3 separate regions of the Zea mays genome follow, and all the other regions are linked to region 2. Evidence: chromatin contacts called from public Hi-C data. All regions are on one chromosome and are shown on one strand. Each heading gives the region's core, a stretch centred on a gene start, on an enhancer-like site or on the middle of the called end of the contact. The rest is flanking DNA. Distances are from core to core; before and after follow the strand shown.

Region 1 (3,931 bases), core at 1,005-3,504, 210 kb before region 2:
CTCTTCTCTAACCTCTAATTTGCAAACTAGGCTTAAATTCCCGAGTTTTGGTATTAATATATTACTTTTATATTGTCACAGAATGCACACAAAATAAAATTCCAGCATGATGCATAATTTAGTGGCATATCATTTATTAATTATTTGTTTTTACATATGATATTCACATGTGATGATAAGTATAGATCACAAAATATTGGGCTCTCCTCTATTTTCACTATTTACATTTTTGGGTATTACATTAAACAAAGCTTCATATTTTGAGTGATCTTCCTTATGATAGACGCTCCCAAGGTCCATATTTTGAGCGATCTTCCTTATGATAGACGCTCCCAAGGTATTAATGACAACCACTAGTTTTCTTCTATAAAAAAATCATTGCAAATAAAGAGGTCAGTTTGGATGACAATGAACTAATTTTCTCTCGAATTAACAAAGCCTCAAATAGGATTTTCCCCCTAACAGCATGTCTCGTGAAATTTAGCACGGGGAATTCTTGGAGCCCTAATTAGTAATTAAATTGTAGAAATGTGCGGAGTATCTTGCTAAGATAGACGGGATAGAGAGGTTGGCTTCAAAATAATTTAGTAATTTGGAACGTAGGACGGTAGGAGTAAGACAAAATTCTTATTCGCTTCTTACTGTCCTCTTCATAAAACAATGCACTGAGCTCTCTTTACAACCACACTGTTCAGGTCCCGGAATCACCACTTGGCCTACTTACAATTACAGGCTACGAACCATGCAAGGTGCAGACACACGAACACAAGCCAAGTCTCCACACGAGTACCGCCACCGGAGTTACGGCTGGCGGAAGCAGCCGATGAGGTCACGGTGTACACGCCGCCGCCGCGGCTAACTACAGTACTATTGCTCCAAACCAAGTGCTGCGTCGTGCGACTCCTCACGCTGTCACAGTCCGCGACGCCGGCGAGCGCAACGACGCCCTCGAGGCCTTGTTGCTTGGTGTCATAGCACAGCCCCTCGTTGGAGCCGACGCGCAGCTTCTTGCCCAGCCTCCACATCATCTCCTTGCCGAACGGTATCGGCCCCACCAGCCGGTTGCCGTCCACGCGGAGCTCGCTCACCCTCTCCAGCCTCCGGAAGCTCGCCGGTATTACGCCGGTGAACTGGTTATTGTCCAGCCTCAGCACCCGAAGCTCGCTCAGCTCCCCGATGGACTCAGGGATCGCCCCGGCCAAGCCCATTCCGGAGAGCACCAGCGTGGTCAGCGCCTTGAGCCCAGCGAAGAAGTCGTCGGGCAGAGTCGAGAACTGCATCCGGTTGTCGCTGAGGATGAGGGACCGCAGCGACGCCAGCCGGCTGAGCGCGGCCGGGATCGGGCCGGACAGCGCGTTGTGGCTGAGGTCCAGCAGCATGAGTTGGGACAAGTCGCCGAGCGCGTCAGGGATCGTGCCGGTGAGGCGGTTCTGGCTGAGGTCAATCTTCAGCAGAGAGCGGCATTGGCCGAGGCTCCACGGCACGCCACCCTGGAGCGCGTTGTGGCTGAGGTCCAGGATGCTGAGGCGCGGGAACTCGAAGCGCGGCACCGGGCCGGCGAGACGGTTGTAGCTGAGGTCGAGCAGCTGGAGGTGGCTCAGGGACTGGAGGGTGGCCGGCACGGCGGAGGTGAGCTGGTTGCCGTGGAGGTCGAGCACGCGCAGCTCCTTGAGGTTCCCGAGCTCCGCGGGGATCGGGCCGACGTGGCCGTTCTGTCGGAGCACGAGGGAGCGGAACGCGGGGCCGAGGCGGCCGAGCAATGCCGCGACGGGCTGCGGGTTGCCCGTGAAGCAGCGGTAGAAGAAGAGGGAGCGGAGGTGCGGGAGCGCGAGCACGGCGGGCGAGAGCGTGGCGCTCGCCGCCTCGCACGCGGGGAAGGCCGTGTCGTCGGAGAGCGCGCCGAAGGCCAGCGACACGACGTGGTAGGTGTCGCGGCGGTCGGGCACGCACTCGATGCCGTGCCAGCGGCCCCGGCACACGTCCGGGATGGCCCACGCCCAGCCGTTGCCCGTGGCCGCCATCACCTCCTGCACGGCGCGCTGCTCGGCCGGGTCGGTGCGCGCCCGGTCCGAGAACCCCGTCTGCGGCGCGTCCACCAGCGCCGCTGCCGACGTGTCCGGCACCACCACCGTGAACTCGCCGCGGCAGCGCGGAGGCGGCCGGACGCCGACGGCCAGCACCACCGCCAGGACCGCGATCCACGACCACCACGCAGACGCAGGAAGCACCGGAGCCATCGCCAAACGTGCGTAAAAAGTTGCAGCCAGGCGCACGTACAGTCAGAATGGCGCGCGCCGCAGGTTTTATAGTGTCAGAGGGGCAGAGAGACGCGACGCGGAGTGGGCATTGAATTCAGAGCCGGCCCAGTGATAAATGCTGCTCACGGGATGGGGGAGAAGGGGAGTGAATGAACTGAGTGAGGATTTGCCTGCATTCAATTGGCTTCACGGGAAATCGGGACGAAACAATACTCTGGTTCCTTCGTCATCGTAAATGGCATGGGACGCCATATGCCATCGAGCATCACTGGAGCATTCTGAAGTTTGGCTGAAGAGTACTAAAGAGGATCAACTGGCAGCTTTGCTTTGCTCCAAGCCTCCAAGAGGGCTCTTACGGTCTGGATTGGCTGATACGGCCTTGCAATCTGAAGTTGATCTGCCCAAGACTCCGAGGTGATGCTGAGCCCTGAGCACCGTGTCATGACCAAAGTGTCAGTTTCTATTCTATGGAGCACTTGTGCCGCCGTGCACAGTACTTACTGGCTCCAAGAAGGGTCAGGACTGAAACAAATTTGTACCGTCGACTGAAACAGATTTATACTCCATACTCACGGTGCCACTAGTGGCATACTGTCGCTGCTTTATGGACATTTTTGTCAGGCTGTCACTGCTTTGATGCTGCAAGGTGGACGTTTTTTTTTTTTTTTTTTTTTGCCTCCTCGCGTTATGGACATTTTTCCAGAGTGTCGTTAAACTACAAACGTTATTAGTACAGGGACATTTAAAGAATAAGGATGCGGATTTACGAAGATTCCAAAAAGAATCCCAGAATGCAGATTTTATTTAAAAGCCGCGAAAAAAGGCTTCTAGCTTAGTTAGTTAGTGGATTCGAGAGGAGACTTTTTTTCGATCTTCATCAAAATGTGCTGTTGTTAATGACAGGAGGCTGTCCCTCCCTCCCTCGACCACAGGTCCACAGGCCAATTTTTTCCTGTCATTTTCCAGCTTTCCTCCGAGCTCTACAGTGTACAAACCAATAAATTTACCAGTTGAACTTGTTCGGTTATTTTCATTCCACATGAATTGAACTGATCTAGAAAGAATTAGAAGAGATTTTGACTTGTTATAGATTCAAACCCAATCATCTAGCTAAATCTACATGTTACAAAAGACGAGCAAAAGTACAAATTTTCCAGCCCATGGGCCTCCACCTGCGCTATATTCACCAAAGTCCAAAGAGGGCTCAGTTACGGACTCGAAACAAGGCCCAGAGGGCAGAGGCCTCCTGGTCATAAGTGCAGTAAACTCTGACCAAGCACGATTCAGGTAAGAACGCGTTGCATGCACTTGAAGCGAGATCTCTCGTTTGAACATTGTAAGTAGTACGGGTAATATGGACCGGGCTTTTTGGGTCAGTATGAGCACGACCCGAAAACATGAGCCCAAAGTACATGCCGGCACGAAATAATACGGGTCAGACTAGCACGGTCTGAAGGCGGCCTGAAAGAAACCTCAAATTTTGACACGCCGGGCCCTCGACACGGTCCGTATAGATGGACCGGGCTTGGCCCGACATGGCCCAATAAAGTCCAAGTTATTTAATTTATTTAATTTATTAAGCTACCGACTTTATATTGTTGCGATATTTAAAGTTTATGTGATTAAATGATGCTATTATTGTTTAATATCTTTAGTTTAGTAAGCTATGGACT
Region 2 (4,264 bases), core at 1,676-4,175:
CACCCATAGTGCCATGAGCTTGCTTGGTTAAGTCTCTGCTTTTGTAAGCTTTCTGTATGACAGTCTAGCGTGTGTCTGAGTGCTACTTGCCGTAGCTTTTGATGGACATAGGTATGCTATTATGTGGTATCGACCGGGAACCATCTGTGGTATCAAAGACAGCAAACTATAATGTATGGAATGCCTATTCTTTTTGGTCTAAGATGTTTTTCTTGTCAGCGTAGTGTGATCTTCACAACTGAATAATAGAAACTATGCAGGGACCTATGTTACAGTGGTCCACCGTTGGCACAGTTGCATTTGCGTCTCTTTGGTGGATGAATTGAATTTATGGGAAAATTGATTTCTACCTGGCATTTATGCATCGGCGTTTTACTTGGTTTCAGGTTTCAGGTATGTTGCCTGGTTCATGCGCTCAATACAGCCAGGTGGCACCTGAATTATAGGAGTACATGTACAAAACTCAATGCGCACCGACTTCTCGGAGATTACGCAAGCACGATATACAACGGAAATTCATCAGCCCGTTAGTTTTCGGGGTCCTGTTTGTCAGAAACACGCACAAAAAAGACGCCTATACATAGAATCTCTTCGAGGCGAGGTCTTTTCGTCCTCCATTGCCATTGAAGGTTCTGATTTCTGGCGTTACAGCGCCCACCTAGAGGGAGAGCCGGCGTCCCAGTACGCCATCTTCCGCCTCGATGACCTGCTCGAAATCGAAGTCGTCGTCGACGGGCGCCAAGAGCTCGTCCAGGTCCAGCCCCTCAGGCCAGAACTCGCTGTCGTCGTCGACGGCCGCTATCTCCTCGCCGCCAATCTCCCCGGCCACCGTTGACGTCTCGCTGCTGCCATGCTCGCGGTCGCCGGTGCCACGGCCGGCCGCCTGTCCACCATGCTCGTGGCTCTTGGGAGAGGAGGCCGCGCTGTGCTCGGCGGCCGCGCCGGACGACGGCTTGTGGCGAGTGGTGCCCGCGAGCGCGTTGAGCTGCGTGGGCACGGGGTGGCAGTGCTCCGCCATGTAGGTGACGATGAGCACCCCGGGCTTCGCTGGGCTGCGCTCCACCAGCTTCCGCGCCATGCACCCCTTCATGCTGCTGCACTTGTAGTACCCCCTGCGGCCACAGATCAATTCCCATCGCAACAGTCGCGTTAGTTCGCTGAGCGTGCGGGCCAGCAGCCACAGGGTCAACTGCAAGCACGCAGTACGGCTATCGAATTACAGTATCTTGTACGTAGTACTGTACTGCAAAAAGCTTGATTGGTGATGTCCAAGTGGCTTTGGCGTCTCGCTCTTGTGGCTGAATTATCAAAGCTCCTAATTACACTAGCTAGGCTAGGACACCTATGCGAAGCCTCAAGGATGGCATGCATGCCATCCCTTTCTTCTTGTTTCCTTAAAGAAAAGGTGCCTTCTTGTTTCCTTAAGAAAAGGTGGCAATAATTAAGGTGTTGGGAGTGATTGAGTCAACGTTCGACGATAAGGCCACCTATACCAGCTAGCTAGTAGCAGGCAGTGAGTGCAACGCGTGGAAAGCATGTTAAGGCGAGGTCAAAGGTAGTTACCGCGGATAAGGCGAGCCCTTGATGGGCTTTTGGCCATACTTGCGCCACGCCCACGGGTCCGACGACGACGAGCCGCCGTCGGCCGCCGGCATCTCCCGCACCACCTTCTTCAGCTGGCTCTTCTTGCTGCCATACCACAACCAGGGAAGAAAAAAAAGAAGAGAAAAGCAATAAGCCATCATATCATCGCACCACCTTCTTCAGCTGGTTCTACTACTACCGTTCTATGCTGCACGGGACGACCGGTACGGTACCTTCTTTTAGGCCGCGAAGTGCGCGCGCCGGGCTTCCGGCCTGGCGGCGACGCCCTCTGCTGCGTCCCGGACGTGGACGCCGCCGCCGCCGCGGGGAAAGAGATCATCACCTCGCGCTCGCGCCCGCCGGCCCCCGCCCGCGGCCCCGGCGACGGCGACGGCGACGGCGCGGCCGGCAGCAGGAACGGCCTGTGGTCCAAGTCCAGGTACTCCAGGTCGTACAGGAGCGCCGCGGCCTTAGCCGCGGGCGGCGACGCCCGTCCCTGTCGCCGGACAGGCACCGTCGTCGGCGTGGCACGGGCGGCGGGCGCCTCGTCTCGCCGCGGCGCGGGCACCGGCTCCGGCGCTGCGTCTGGCTGATCCGCCCTCGGCGCCGCGGCGGCGGGCTCCGGGTGCGCCACGCTGCCGCAGCTCCTGACGACGGCCTGCAGGTCCCAGTCGTTGAAGTGCTCCGCCATGAGCAGCGGCTAGCATAGCACGCCGCGCATGAACCACGACGGGCGGTCTCTCGAGCGGCCTTTGGCGAGGCGGAGGGCCGGCCGGGACGCGTGCGTGCTGCTCGCTCCTTGCTCCTGGGGGGGACTGGCGGGCAGGGAGAAGGGGGTGGGGTTGACTTTTGGCAGTGCGAGTCCAGCAGGGCCCCGCATATATACGCGTATGAGAACGCCGAGTATTTGGAGACGCGGCACGGCGCGGGCTCTACTCTACCGGCAGCGCAGCGCAGGCCCGATCTCTGCGATGGGATGCGATGCGGTGCGAGGTCAACCCGCTGCAAAGTGGTGGGCACGGCGGCAGGGATTGAAAAAAGGAGAGAGATCGCGCACGGATTTGCATCCCCTAGGCGAGGGAATAGCTGGGATGGGATGCTACTGCTGCTGCAGTGTCGCCAAGTACACTTGTCAAGAGGGAGCGGTGCCGGGGCCAGGGGCCCACGTCTGTCGATGTCGTCGTCGTCGTGCATAGCTTAGGCTTGGCTTTTTCGTGTTGTTCGCTTTGACTCTGCTCCAAATGTCAAAAGGGAGAGGAGAGAGAGAGAGATAGAGATGTGCTGGAAGATTCGAGCCCTCTGTCGCCCGTGGCATAAAGAAGCCTGCAGTGCAGGCTGAGGCGTGGGAATAAACCGGAATTTATAATACGGTGATGATGGTGAATCGTTTTTTTACACACTTGGACCCTTTTTTTTAATTTATATGTACGTTATTTCGGTCCCTCCCTCAGGCAGTATCGGGGCCGCGATTGACTAGTAGGCAGGCGTCAGTTTATTCTTGTTCCGATCTGACCCTGCGCAAATGTCAAAGGGCAGGCAGAGACATTGTTGCTGCGTGGGGGCCAGGCGGTCAGGCCAATCGACGCGGCGGTGAGTGGTAAAAGCGTGAGGCGCTTTTGGACACGACAACGACGCGCGCGCCAGACGCGCGAGAGCATTGTTGCTGTCTTGCTCTTGCCGCCGTGCGCGTGCCGTCGATGCCGGGGCCGGGACCTGGAGACCGCATGCTTTATTTGTGCCGGCCGCGGCGGCGACGACGACGACGACGACGACCGAGATCGGTATCCCCGCTTTTCTCGAACGGTCGGTCCACTGCAGGTGCCCCATGCCACGACAGCAGCAGCAGCAGCAGGAGCAGCGAGCCACGCACGCAAGTAGGCACGCGAGTGCGGCGGGTTTTTGGATAAGTTTGGTGTGCCGAATGCATTAGCCGAGGCGGTGCGTGCGGTCCGGCCTGTCCGCGTTATATCGCTCCAGCTTGTTAGGTCTGGGCGTGCTCCAGCTCCGCAGGCGCGCGCCACTGCAACGAATCGATCGATAATGGATGGATGGTTGACACGTGACTGCGTTTGTCGCGATCGGCTACCTGACTTCGGTTGAAGCAACCGACTGCAGGTCCAGGTCCAGGTCCGGTCCATACGCACCTTTTTTTTTTCAAATGGCTGCCTAGTTTGTTGAATTGTGTGTACACTGGTAGGTGTCAAGCTTCCCGGCCGGTATTTGTATTCTTTCTCTCTCTTCTTTTCTTTTTACAACGATTTTATTCTTCTTCCAAGGACATGGCCAACAACGTGGGGGCGGTTTTGGTTACGGTCTTCGACACAGATTATTGCCTGGCTTCTACCATTTTCTTAATTACAAATGTTTTGGATGGAAACCAGTTCAAATATCTGATTATCAGTCGGTGCCCATATATGCTGATGGAGCCCGTTATATGAAATTACTATACGAACGGTTCAAGAAAACAACGTGTCTACGTCCTTGTCTCTCGCCTCTCAGAATTCCAAACATCAACTCAACCGCGCGCGCCTGTCCCGGCCCGCCCTTTCAAATTTAACCCGAACCTAGGAGTTTCTCTCCATGCAAACGCTTTGTCACCCTAAGGGCTAATTTAAAACCATTGTCTTATAATATACTTTGCAATTGTTATGATAATTGACCAGCTCTAAGAATACTATCT
Region 3 (4,066 bases), core at 684-3,183, 190 kb after region 2:
ATATTCATCGAATGAACACACATCATGCCTATGTTGTTCATTATGGTCTCGATTGGGTTCTGTATCTTTGGTCGTACTCGTACCTAGGATGGGAGTCAGGATCCCACGCCAGATTCCGTGTGTGCAAAACCAATTTGTTTGGCTGCACGTTTGCATCCACATCCTGACCGGACACAAATGCTGATTGGTTGTCTCGCTCTGCTTCCCCCGTGCAAGGGATTTTGGCCGTGCACCCTGCATCGCCAGAGCTTGGTCCTGAAGAATCGCCCAATCTTTTATGATGCATCCAGCCATCCCATTCTGTTAGTTCGCAGCTTCTCATGGTTCACACAGCCATATTTTCCAACAAGGATATGAAGACAACAAGCGCCCCAACAACAAATCCAAATCTTTTCGTAGAACTCAGCCACTCAGGCGCTCAATTATCACCATGTATATGAAGCTCGTTACATACGATGAGCACCACAGCATCTCGGCGTGGCAAAATGTTGCCAATTTATACATTGGCATGTACGTAGAAGTTTTGAAACAGTACTCTGAAAGAGATCACGCTTGACGCTCCCAGTCACTCACTCCTCGCCGAAGACGGCCTCCCAGACGTCCTCGAAGGCAGCGAGGATGGCCGGGTGGTGGCGCGGCGAGTTGAGCGAGAGGTACGAGCCCAGGAGCTCCTCCATCTTCCCCACGCTGGCGATGCGCCGCTCCACCACCATCTCCACCATGGAGCTGCGGAAGTCCAGGTAAGGGTTGCTGGAGCGCTTCACCACAGCCATGCCCGCGCCGGCGGCGATGGCCTCCTCCTCCTCCTCCTCCGCGGCAGCGGCCGCGCCCAGCATCGTCATCGTCAGCTTCTTGGCGTTATTGAGACCCTTGTCTTCCTTGCTCCTCTCGCTGCGCTCCGTAGTGCGCCTCGTCGTCTCCACGGACACCAGCGGCCGGAAGGCGTCGGGCGGTGCTGCCGGGTCGCCGCCGCTGGATCTCGACAGCGCACGCCGTGGCGCGCGCGCGCGGCGGCCGCGACGACGACTCGCCGTGTTCCTGTGGCTCCTCCTGCTGGCGTTGCCGTTGCCGCTGCGGCCGCCGTTGGTGCGGTAGAACTCGGATGATGTGGGGTCGGACGAGAAGCTGAGGGACGAGAAGAGCGTCCGCATGTCGGCCGCCTGGCCGCCGGCCTCGTCGTCGCTGCCGCTGAACGGCGCGAGCTCGTCGTCCGTCGCGGTGGCGGACGACCGCGACGACGACGACCAGCTGTAGGGCGTGGGCGTGCTGCTGGGCCGGCGCGCGCGGGCGCGGCCCCAGGAGGAGGAGGAGGACGAGCAGTGCCGCCTCGACGCCGACGGAGACGACCGCGCCGTCGTCAGCTTGCTCCTGCCGCCGCCGCCCTTGCTCTGCTTCGTGCCGCCGACGACGTCCCTCGCCGGCACCTGTTCCGACAAGAGGTGCTGCAGAAGCGGCGCGTCGGAGTGGGCGGAGCGGCGGCCGGAGGCGGCCCCGCCCGTGCAGTCCACGGAGATGTGTACGAGCGACGCGCTGCGGGTGCGGCTGCGGCGCGGGCGTGTCCCGCGGTCGGCCTTGGGGCGCTCGTAGTCGTAGGTGCAGGGCGTGCAGAAGTACGGGGAGGGCGGCGCTTCCGGCTCCGGGTGAGATGAGGAGGCGGCGGTGTGGGCGTTGTTGGTCTTGGCGAGGCTGACGAAGGCCGTGGCCGTGGCCGTGCCGCCCGAGCTGGCGGCAGCGGCGTTATTGGTGGTGCAGGTGGAGCGCGTGAGGATCCTTGCCAGGCGCTGCTTGAGCCGTCCGGCGGCGCTGTCCCGGCGGTACTGGGGGCTCTTGTCCACGAAGGGCGTGCGCATTGTGGCGAGCGTGTGCTTGCTAGAAAGGCTGTGGTGGTGGTGGCTTCAGTGTGTGGGAGGAATTGGTCAATGGTGGATTGATGTGAACGTGTGTATTGTCTTCGGCAGCCTCTTGGTTCCCCTTAATAAGCGTGTTCTATGCTAGCCATAGGGGTACGTATGTGCACGGGCTGCGAGTCTGAAGCAAGTTGCGCCCGCAAACGTACAGGCTGTGCAGGCACTATCTCGTCTCGTGTGCTGTGTGCATGGAGCCGGCAATGCATAACATGCTTGCTGCCGTCGATGGCGGATCAGCCGTACGATCGTGTTAGGTGAGCGTACGTGGCCTGCTGGGTGCATGCATGCATGGATGATGGACACTTGATCGCAGAGCACTGCGGCGCCACGTCGGTCGGTGCAGAGAACAATCGCAAGGCAACGAGGGAGGGGCGGTACGGTGGCCGACGACGTCGTGTGCTTGTGTCAGGCAGGCACTGAGGCCCCAGGCCAGGGCCAGGCCGCCTGGTCGAGCCGAGCCCGAGCGGTCCTCCCGCCGCTGGAGCTGTCCTGCCGCCGCGACGTGCCGTGTCGGCCGGGGTGGTGGCCCCCGTTGACCACTCCGCTGCTGCCGCGCCGGGCCGTGGTCGTGGCAAGAGGGAGACGAAAAGATGCTTTCGAAGCTCTGAAGTGTTTTCGGCATCTTTTCGTTGATCAAGAGCCCTGCCTGCGGGCTGCGCGCACGGCACCAATGCAAAAACATTCTATCCGGTCTAGGAGTGTGCGTACTGTACTATGTCCGTTCGTCCATCGACCGTCGTCCCTCGCTCCGATTTCAAACAAAAGCGCATGCATCAGGACGACGACGACGACGACGACGGAACAAAACCCCAACGGCCTAATTCCGCTCGGACCTAGGCGATCCTTCCGCCACACATGATTAGGAGGTTAGCGGAATGTAGCACCGCAGCTCGGTTTTTTGCAGAATCGTATGCGCCCGCGCTGAATGGCTAGCTTCTCGCGGTAACACGCCAAGATGTTAGTAGTAGAATGCCGGCTTTAGGTGTAAACCCGCGCGCGCGACGCGAATACAAACAAAGGCAAAATCCGAGGCCGGGGGCACGGCATAATTAGCTCTGGTTTTATTTATTGATTATTAGGAGAGTCCTTTGTTGGTTTCTCGGTTGTCTCGGTATGTCACAGGCTGAGCTTAGGTGATGGAAAGATGCCCCCCTCTCCCTACGACTACCAACCCATATACCCACCCATCCATCCATGGAACGACGACTGACTCTAGTTTTAACTTGCCAGCACACGCTGTGTTCTTCGGCTTCACTGACATGTGCTGTGGGTGGGGCGTGTAACTACCGTTTGCAGAGCGATCTCTGGTAGGAGCATGTAACTAGCGTGCGTACGTGACGCTGTCATGCCTAGCTGCTCCTTGGCCAGCAAACGTACTACACACCGGAGTATACGCCAAATCGACATCTACTGTATCAGTCAGTCAGTCAGTTTCATCATGCGAGACGCCGGTCCTGGTCATCCTCATCATCCTCATGCAATGCATGCACCGTGGACGGACCGTCCAAACGAAAGACCGCAGCCAGCGCGGTCCAGACGGATCCCTGCCCCCCTGCCAGCAGAGAGACGCGTACGCCAAGGCTTCGACGAACCGTCCTCGGATTCTTACACCTTTCTCAGTTGCTCTGCACCACGCCAGGAATGGATGGATGGCCTTGCATTGCGACTGATTTGGGTGCGAAAGTAATCATGCATGTCACGCCACAGGAGTGTACGTACGTACGTACGTATGTATCATCCATCCAATCCAATCTAATCGGTCTCGATCGGATGCACTCGACAGCATGAAATGAGTGCAGGAGCCTACGCCATCTGTCAGGTACTACACGTACGTATAGACGCACGTGATCTCCATCGCAAGGCGATGCTTGCCTGATCGCGAACAAAACTCTGGTCCTGCACTGGAAAATCAACGTCGGCGCCGCTAATACACCCCCCCCCCCCCCCCCCCCCCCCCCCCCCCCTGATTTGAAGGGGGCTCCAGCTGTACATACACTGCTGCGTCTCTCTGCATCCAATCTCTCCTCGTCATTATTGCAAACAACCTTTTGGTTTTGCTTTCCCCTCACCACACTTAGATTCTATAAGGATCTGCTTAGAAGCACCACTCTTTTTTTTTTAAGAAAACTAGTTTACACAAACCAGAGCGGTTCCAAACT

Evidence for each region. A called contact is a pair of places that touch in the nucleus more often than the background predicts.
Region 1: a Hi-C map of bundle sheath shows a contact between it and region 2, with 2.1 times the contacts expected there. The contact joins the promoter of LOC103652578 here to the promoter of LOC103651472 in region 2. A contact is called at or near these places in 2 of 25 Hi-C or Micro-C datasets (bundle sheath and tassel).
Region 3: a contact with region 2 is called in a Hi-C map of leaf, with 2.8 times the contacts expected there. The contact joins the promoter of LOC100280543 here to the promoter of LOC103651472 in region 2. A contact is called at or near these places in 2 of 25 Hi-C or Micro-C datasets (ear and leaf).

The regions. Positions count from the first base shown.
Region 1 is chr3:223,194,538-223,198,468 of Zm-B73-REFERENCE-NAM-5.0, reverse strand. It overlaps LOC103652578 (protein TOO MANY MOUTHS), which reads right to left and starts at 2,254. Exons shown (of 1, transcript XM_008678130.4): 1 at 634-2,254. The coding sequence starts at 2,237. The coding sequence ends at 717.
Region 2 is chr3:222,984,988-222,989,251 of Zm-B73-REFERENCE-NAM-5.0, reverse strand. LOC103651472 (WRKY transcription factor 22) reads right to left here and starts at 2,925. Exons shown (of 3, transcript XM_008677101.3): 1 at 1,818-2,925; 2 at 1,564-1,689; 3 at 460-1,112. The coding sequence starts at 2,275. The coding sequence ends at 659. LOC100282745 reads left to right here. Exons shown (of 10, transcript NM_001155651.2): 10 at 1-217.
Region 3 is chr3:222,799,095-222,803,160 of Zm-B73-REFERENCE-NAM-5.0, reverse strand. It overlaps LOC100280543 (ovate protein), which reads right to left and starts at 1,933. Exons shown (of 1, transcript NM_001153462.2): 1 at 391-1,933. The coding sequence starts at 1,850. The coding sequence ends at 570.